3 separate regions of the Sus scrofa genome follow, and all the other regions are linked to region 2. A link is a contact called in public promoter capture Hi-C data. All regions are on one chromosome and are shown on one strand. The core of a region is the stretch at or near the end of the contact, and the rest is flanking DNA. Distances in the headings are between cores, read along the strand shown. Region 1 holds the start of INTS10 (integrator complex subunit 10). Region 2 holds the start of POMK (a long non-coding RNA gene). Region 3 holds the start of HOOK3 (protein Hook homolog 3).

Region 1 (2,723 bases), core at 179-2,678, 130 kb after region 2:
TTACTGATGAGTACTGTATGTCTACAGACACATATATACACACACTTAACTCTGGTTAAGGTTAGGATGGACTCCCACCTATTGTTCTCTACACTCCAGTACTGTCTGAACTTCTGCAAAGTTAAATTTTCCAAAATAAAATAAACTGGATAGTAGAGTTTTAACACGAATAAAACCTAAGAAGACCTCTTTGCATTAGATATGGCAGCAATTAATGCAAGGCCTGGATCCGTGACTGGGTAAGCTTTAGGCACCCCATATGCAGGTGAACTTGAAGATCTTCCCTCAGCTCCTACTTCCAAGGACAGGAACAAAACCTCCTGAGAGACCCAGCGGCGTCCCCACTCACATGTCGTAGAGCAGCCTCCCGGCGGTGGCCGTCCGCTCTGCGTTCCGCTCAATCGTGTACATTTCATACTGCAACACAAGTTAGAGCCAGGGGTCAGGCCCTTGGCCCCGGGCCAGCCCTGCTCACCCCCTTCGGCCCCCACCCCGACCCCTGGAGGTCCCAGAGTCAGGCATCACTTGGAGACACTACCACAGGGCTAACAGGCTCACTCCCAGCCCCGGTTCCCAGATGGGTGCAGGAACGGCTCAGAGATAGCAGGTGGCCACTAAGATCAGAATTACTGAAGGCACCTGGCGTCTAACACTGTAAGCTTAGGCGCTTCTCGTTCCCCTGATACACGTATACACTTTGATTGGCTGCAGATGTGGCGGCGTTCCATCCCCTTCCATAGCTACAGCCCAGAGTTATCGCTGGTGCTCACTACACAGCGCAGGAGCTCTAACCCGTGGGAACCTCAAACACCGCCCCGCCCCCATCCCGCCCCAACCCACCGCCGCGGTCCGGACCCAGGGGCCGGCTGGCAGCTTTCCCCGGCCGCACGAGGCGCGGTCCGGGCCGCAGGATGCTAACGCTCCCCTCTCCCGCGCCGGCCTGGCCTGGGGAAGGGCCCCGGGGTCCTGGGTGCCGCCCCGCGGGGCGGCCCCGGGCAGGGCGGAGGGGGGCTGGGAGGGCGCTCCCACCTGAGCGCGCGGCCCTGCCTCACCTGGATGTTGAAGTCGGTGGGGTAGAGGCTGCGGGCCGTGATTAGCCAAGCCTTGGCGGCCCACAGGTCCTGCTGCACCAGCTCCCGAGCTCGCTGCACCAGGAACTCGCAGTCGCCCTGGGCTGACATGACCCCGGCGGCGTCGGGCGCCCAGAGGCAACCGGACCTTCCGGCTAGGAGACACCACCACTAACTAGTGCCGCCGACGCCGCCGACGCCGCCGACGCCGCCGCCGACGCTACTGCGCATGAATGGAGTCGGGAGGACGTCCGCACGTGGATCCGGAAGGGCTTCCGGGTTTTGTAAGCAGCCTTTTCGTGTCGGTTCTCCGCCTCCGCCCAGCCCCTTCCTCTTTTGAGGAGCTTGGGTGTTGGTCCAGACTCTTCCAGGTCGCCTCCAAGACGTGGAGAATCGGATTCTCAATCTTGCGGACTGGGGTGTGACCCTGGTACCTCCAGGGAGCATGCGCAGAGCCTGGTTCCTCGGCGCCGGGAGGCGGGCGGTTGGTGCCGCCCCCAGTGGCCGGCGCGTCCCGGCGCCCTGAAGCCACCGCTGGGGCGGGGCAGAAGCTGGAGGGCGGAGGTTGACGCGGAGTCGCTGCTGGTTCGAATGGACAGAAAAGCCTGCGCCAGTTTGAGTTCGGTGGGAACGCCGGTGCCATGGAGCCTCGGTACCGCCCTGTCCCACTGTTGTTGCGCCTTTATTCCCTGGTTTCTTCAACAAACATTTATCGAGCGGTTGCGGTGATAGTCCTTGGAGAGTGCTTTGCTGCGTGCTGGGGAACTCCAGAGTTGATTATCCTGGTCCAGCCGGAGTTTACATCGTTGGGGATGGCTGACCTACAGAAAACAGCTGTTTAATCATCTCCTCCAATCGAAATCAGTGTCCTTTTCACCAAATAAAATAATCTCCCTGCTCTCGTGAAGGGAGGCCGCACTCAGGAGCCAGAGGCGTTTATTTGCCTAGTAGGAAGAATGTGCCAAAACGTGGGTTCTAAACATTTCATTGGAGTTTCCAATCCAAAGTCTATACACAAGAATTTTAGCAAGTTCTAGTACCACTGATAGCTTCTATTTGGATCCAAGATTAGAGATTCAAAGCTGCTTTGTTTGTAGAAAGAAGGAAGGAAAGAAGAAAGAAAAAATTACTATATACTTCTATACATCGAAAAATTGTACACATGTTAAATATGAATGTATACGTTGCACAGTATATACATTGTGTACCAAAAGTGTTGCCTGCTATCAAGCCATCAGCCACTGTAGCACGACCCCCTCAGTTCCTGATGTTGCCTCATGAGGGGAGTTCAGGATGGAGAAAAACAGGATCCAGGCGCTAGTTAAGATGCATATCTAAGGAGTAATTTCTTTTCTTTTTTTTTTTTAAGGGCCCCACCGGGGGCATAGGAAGTTGAGTGGGAGCTGCAGCTGCCAGCCTGTACCACAGCCACAGCAAGGCCAGATCCAAGCCATGTCTGCCATCTACACCACAGCTCATGGCAACAATGCTGGATCCTTAACCCACTGAATGAGGCCGGGGGTCAAACCAGAGTCCTCATGGATACTAGTTGGATTTGTTACCACTGAGCCACAATGGAACTCCCTCTTCTCCCTGATTTTTAGCTTGCAGACCTTGAAACCTGCATTTTCCTCTTAGAGTAGCTGCCTCCTC
Region 2 (2,700 bases), core at 115-2,614:
GCAGACCAGGGATTAAACTCAGCCACAGCAGTGAAACTGCAGAGTCCTAACTAATCACTAGATAATTTTTAATGTCTTTGGTTCTATAACCCCACTATCTGTCATCCTGTCATTTGTGACTATCAGTAGTCTTTTCCTAAGCAAATTGAAATTTGGACAATGTTTCACATGCCTAGTAATTTCAAACTGTATTCTGGGATTTTATTTATTTTAAATTTCATGTTTATTCATATTTTTCAAAATATACATACAGGAGCTCCCCTTGTGGCTCTACAGAAATGAATCTGACTAGTATCCATGAGGATGAGGGTTCAATCCCTGGCCTCATTCAGTGGGTCAAGGATCTGGCTTTGCCATGAGCTGTGGCACAGGCTGGCAGCTACAGCTTTGATTCAGCCCCTAACCTAGGATCTTCCATATGCCCTGGGTGCGGCCCTAAAAAGAAAAGAAAAAAAAAAAAGTACATAAAAAAGGAAGATTTACAACAGTAAAGACTGCCTTACATGCAACATAAATTCCAGTGAACTTAGGCTGGGATCACACATGATTATGGATCAATTCAAGTCAATCTTTATTTTATTATTTACTTAGGCTTTTTGGGGGGCCTGCACTGTGGCATATGGAGGGTCCCAGGCTAGGGGTCAGATTGGAGCTGCAGCCGACGGCCTACACCACAGCTCATGGCAACGTTGGATCCTTAACCTACTGGGTCAGGCTAGAAATAGAACCTGAAACCTCATGGTTCCTAATCGGATTCGTTTCCACTGAGCCACGATGGGAACTCCCTCATCCAGTCTTGTCTAGTCCATTTCCCAGCCACACTTCAGGCTGCAGCCAGATCCCAGGAGACAATGCAAATGGAATTAATGAAACAAACATTTTGAGATCATTTTAAATACACAGTTGAGGAGTTCCCCTCCTGGCACAGTGGAAACGAATCCGACCCACATGAGCATGTGGGTTCCATCCCTGGCTTGCTCAGTGGGTTAAGGATCCAGCGTTGCCATGAGCTACAGATCCTATTAGACCCCTAGCCTGGGAACCTCCACATGTCACTGGTGCGGCCCTAAAAAGATAAATAAATAAACAGTTGACCCTAATAACATAAGTTTAAACTACACAGTTCCACTTACATGTGGATTTTTTTTTTTCAATACTAAGTACTACAGCGCTACACGATCCACAGTTGGTTGAATCCATGGATACAGAACCACATAATGCGTTATCGCAGATAAGAACGAGGCACCGGGCTCAAACCCAGGCCGGGATGGCGCCCTGAACATGCACTTCTGGCAGGCCCCCTGACGCCGTGAAGCTCTGGCGTCACGTCTGAGGACCATTTGGAAGCAGGGCTTCCTCTGACTGGGAGCCTTCTGCAGGGTCTGGCTCTCACAGGTCCTCTCCGCACCCGGCTGCGCCTCCGGACTAAACACATCACCACCCTCAGGCCTTCGGAGAGAAGCCGCCGGGACCGGAGCCAGCCTGTGCGCCCGGGTAGGTTCCGAGTGCGCTCCGACTCCGCTTTTGCGTTCCGGCCGCGGGCCCCCAGGGTGCGCGGCAGGAGGTGGACACCAGGGGCAGCCCTGCGCTGGTCCTGCGGGGCGCGCTTCCGGCCGCGCAGGCGCAGAAGGCCGCGTGCGGGGCCGCTTGATGGGGCCGCAGGTAGAGGCGAGGTTGCCCGGCTGCAGGTGGAGGCAGTGGGTCTGGGACAAGAGGGGTGGGCCAGGGAGGGGCATGCTTGGGGGAGGGGGCGGCGGGCCTGAGGGAAGGGGCAGCAGGTAGGCGGGCCCGGGAGCAGCCGGCGAGGGGCAAGGCTCTGCGGCCGGGCTCGGGGGGTGGGGGTGGGGGGCAGCTGGATCGCGTCCAGTCCGGCGGCCCAGCTGGACTTTAGCTGACGGACACTCTGCCAGGACAGGCTTCCATGCCCGCCTCCTGGAGGTCCTTGGCACTGCTGCTGCCTCCGGGTGCAGCTGTGGAATCGTCTGTGGCCCTTCTTTAAAAAGAAGGGTTTAGCAGTTTCCTTTGGTGGTCTCGGCTTCTCCATCCTTGATCTTTACTATAGAACCTTAAGGCTAAGCAGGCATCTGGAATGTTTAATGTACCCGTGCTTTGTTAGCAAAATGGGATTCTACCCTCAGTTGTATTGGGGACACTAATCCATTCTTTTCTGGTTGTATAAAATATTCTCTATTTGGTAAAAACCACCTTTGTTCCATGGGTTTTCTTGTTTTTAAATTAGGCTGTGAATGTGTAGCAGTGGTTCCTACTTTTTCCTGTTACCAATTTTTTCTTACTGTCAGAAATCCTTTGTGTCTGACCCCCACCATTGCTATTTTTAAATTTACAGAAGCAGGAGCTGTGAGTATCATTTTGCTTATTTTCAGCAAGAAAATTCCTTCAGCCATACAGCCTTAACCCTAGACTTGGAAAACCTACTCCAGAAATATGCCTTTAAAAGAGAAAAAAAGGTGTTGGGGTGGGTAACTGATTTCTTTAAGAATTAGGTAGCCTTGGAACTTCCCATTGTGGCTCAGTGATTAAAGAACCCAACTAGGAACCATGAGGTTGCGGATGGCCTGGCCTTGCTCAGTGGGTTAAGAAGCCTGCATTTCCGTGTAGGTCAAAGTCGGGACTCAGATCCAGTGTTGCTGTGGTTGCAGACGCTGCTCAGATCTCACCTTGCTGTGGCTGTGGTGTAGC
Region 3 (2,700 bases), core at 101-2,600, 140 kb before region 2:
CCTTACCACAGCAGTGACAAGGCCAATCCTCAACCACTAGGCCACTTAGGGAACTCCAAAACTCAACGCTGTCTTGGGAGTTCTGAAAACTCAATGACAAAACCTAGTCTTCATGGAAATAGGGGGCTCCAGGAACCACAAGCCAAATAAGGATGTATCCTGGGAAGTTAACTTTGCTGCACTCCAAATAAAATTTGGCATTAGCTCCTAAAGTTATGGACACCTTTTGACTCAACAATTCTAGGTCTCCAACGCATGTACCCTAAAAGAAACTCTTACACATTTACACTATCTTGGGATAAAAACCTTACATCATTGTTCTTAGCCAGAAATAAAATGCCCATCAACAGTAGAGTGGATATACTGCTATATTCATGCAATGGAGCACTAGACAGGAATGAAAATTACCTATAGATCTGCACAAACTTACTGTTAATGCAAAGCCAAAAATAACACGATGATTCCTGATAAAAGTTCAAAACCAGGCAAAGTAAAACGGTTGTTTAGGCATGCGCATTTAGGTGGTAAAGCTAAATTCGAGAAAGTGAATTATCATAAAATCGGTCTATAGAGGAAGATGCTCAGAAAGGAACGCCAGATGCGGGAGGAACTCCAGAGGCGCCGGCAGTGTTGTTTTCACCTGAGTGTTTGACTACTAATTAATCACTCCTTAAACACTTCTGCCTTATGCACTTTTCTGCACCCAACTACAACTCTTCGGTTGCCCTGCAGAGATTATCGCCTCCGTTAAGAGCTCGAGGACGATCCCAGGCCACCGAGAAAAGGGGGAGGTGCAGGCCCGGGGAAGGTAGCGGTCCTCGGGGCCCGTCGCCCGCCCACCCCCTCTCCCGACTTCCAGTAACTAGTTTCCGGGGCACCGATGTCCGCGCAGCCGGGAAGGGGCGCCCCGAGCCCGCCACGTCGGCCCGCCCCGCGCGGGCGCCCGGGCCCCCCGGCTCCCAGAGGAAAGTCGTCCCGCCCACGCCGGGGTCCCGCCGCTCGACCGCGCGTACCTCTGCACCGTGGAGGACACCTCGCCAGCTCCCGGGAACCGCGGCCACGGACTGTTTCCGGGCCGCCCCGCCACCCTCTCGGGCGACCACTCGCTGCCTCCGTCTGGCCGGGAGCGCGGGCGCGGCGCACGCGCACTGCCGCGCTTCCCAGAGGGCGCGGCTGAGACTGGCGGCCGGGCGCGCGCGGGGGCGACGCGCAGCGACCCGGCTGGCGGCGGCGGCGTGTGCGGTCGTGCGCAGGACTGGGCGGCCGACGGCTCAGGCCGGGCCGCGCTCTCGGCGGGGGCGGGGCTGTAGGCGGGGGCGCGCGGCGGGAGGGCGCGCGCGCGGAGGGCGCGCGGTCCCGAGGGCCCGAGGAGGAGGGGAGCCGGTGACGCTGCGGGAGCCGCCGCCAGCGCCGGACGGAGTCGGCGGCCGGGCGGACTGACGGGTGGACCCTCGGACGCAGCCCCAGGCCGAGCCGCAGGCTTCCTGGCGCAGCGGGGCGGCCCCGAACCCCAGCGGGAAGATGTTCAACGTGGAGTCCTTGGAGCGGGTGGAGCTGTGCGAGAGCCTCCTCACTTGGGTAGGTGGTGGCGGCGGCGGTCGGAGGCCCCCTCCCCCAGGCCGCCGCCCGGGGTCCCCCGCGCCCCGGCGGGCGCCGAGGGCGGCGGTGCCGTCACATCCGGGGCCCGGGCCGGGGAGCCGGAACGCCGGGGCTGCAGCGTCTGCGGCGGGAGGCCCGGCGGGGTCCGAGGGAAACTTACGGGGCCTGAGGCGCGGGGTGGAGGCCGAGGGCCGGGTGCCGGCGGCGCTGTCACGGGCGGCGGCCCGGACGCTCGCGCCTTTGTTGTCACGCACGCCGGCCGGAGCGCAGTCCGGGAGGGCGAGCGGCCGGGGAACGCTGGGCCGGGACTGGAGGCCGGGGCATCCGGATTGCGAAGGGAGTGAGCCGAGTGGAGGTTCCTAGTGAAGGCGCTCGAGATGGAGATAAATCCGGGAGGTTTTTGGGCAACAGTCAGAGGACTCGACAGCTGGGGGGCAACGTCGTGGGGTTCCGATGTTAAAATATTAAATGCTCGTTAAAATCCTCAGTTACTGTAAATATGTGTTCGGTTCCAGTGCCAACGACCATGCTTTTAGCAGCCTCTTCTTACAGTTAGATATAAAATCCATGCTTGTGTGCTTCTCGAAGTGTGTGTGTGTGTGGTGTGTGTGTGTGTGTGTGTGTAGATCTGCAGAGCCATGGGATAAACCTGGTGCTTCTTTAGGGAGCATTCATTTTACTCAATGCCAAAAACGTTTAATATCACTTTTAGAGTAAAACACAGATGTATTTATGGAAGTGACTACAGCGTTTATATTAATGTTCAAGGTAAAACACAGATGCCACACAAATTTGGTTTGGCTGTACCTCGGGTGATAACATTTAGATACCTGGAGTATAGTCACTGTCCTGCGTGGGGGCATTTCGGTGGAAAGGTTGGAGGAGCACTGCTTTAGGTTGCCTTAAGTTGGTTGTAACGCATGTAATCAGAATACTCTGAGATTTTCATGATTTGTCTATGTCACAAGTCTGTTTTCTGAAGCCAGTACGATGGCAGAGCTTGATCTTGATGTATTCAGTAACTTTTATATTAGGGCATTCTTGGCATTACTAATTATTTGCAATTGTATGTAGTTAACATACAGCTTACAGCTGTAATGG

What was found. Promoter capture Hi-C pulls out the DNA fragments that hold promoters and counts their contacts.
Region 1: a promoter capture Hi-C map of liver shows a contact between it and region 2, with 2.5 times the contacts expected there. The contact joins the promoter of INTS10 here to the promoter of POMK in region 2. A contact is called at or near these places in 1 of 5 promoter capture datasets (liver) and 1 of 2 datasets of contacts at active chromatin or transcription factors (alveolar macrophages).
Region 3: a promoter capture Hi-C map of fetal skeletal muscle shows a contact between it and region 2, with 2.6 times the contacts expected there. The contact joins the promoter of HOOK3 here to the promoter of POMK in region 2. A contact is called at or near these places in 1 of 5 promoter capture datasets (fetal skeletal muscle) and 1 of 47 Hi-C or Micro-C datasets (liver).

The regions. Positions count from the first base shown.
Region 1 is chr17:12,086,392-12,089,114 of Sscrofa11.1, forward strand. It overlaps INTS10 (integrator complex subunit 10), which reads right to left and starts at 1,429. Exons shown (of 17, transcript XM_003134201.4): 1 at 1,053-1,429; 2 at 350-417. The coding sequence starts at 1,181.
Region 2 is chr17:11,956,251-11,958,950 of Sscrofa11.1, forward strand. POMK (a long non-coding RNA gene) reads left to right here and starts at 1,365. Exons shown (of 6, transcript XR_002339907.1): 1 at 1,365-1,494.
Region 3 is chr17:11,816,646-11,819,345 of Sscrofa11.1, forward strand. It overlaps HOOK3 (protein Hook homolog 3), which reads left to right and starts at 1,351. Exons shown (of 23, transcript XM_021077846.1): 1 at 1,351-1,578. The coding sequence starts at 1,522. RNF170 (E3 ubiquitin-protein ligase RNF170) reads right to left here and starts at 1,275. Exons shown (of 7, transcript XM_021077851.1): 1 at 1,014-1,275.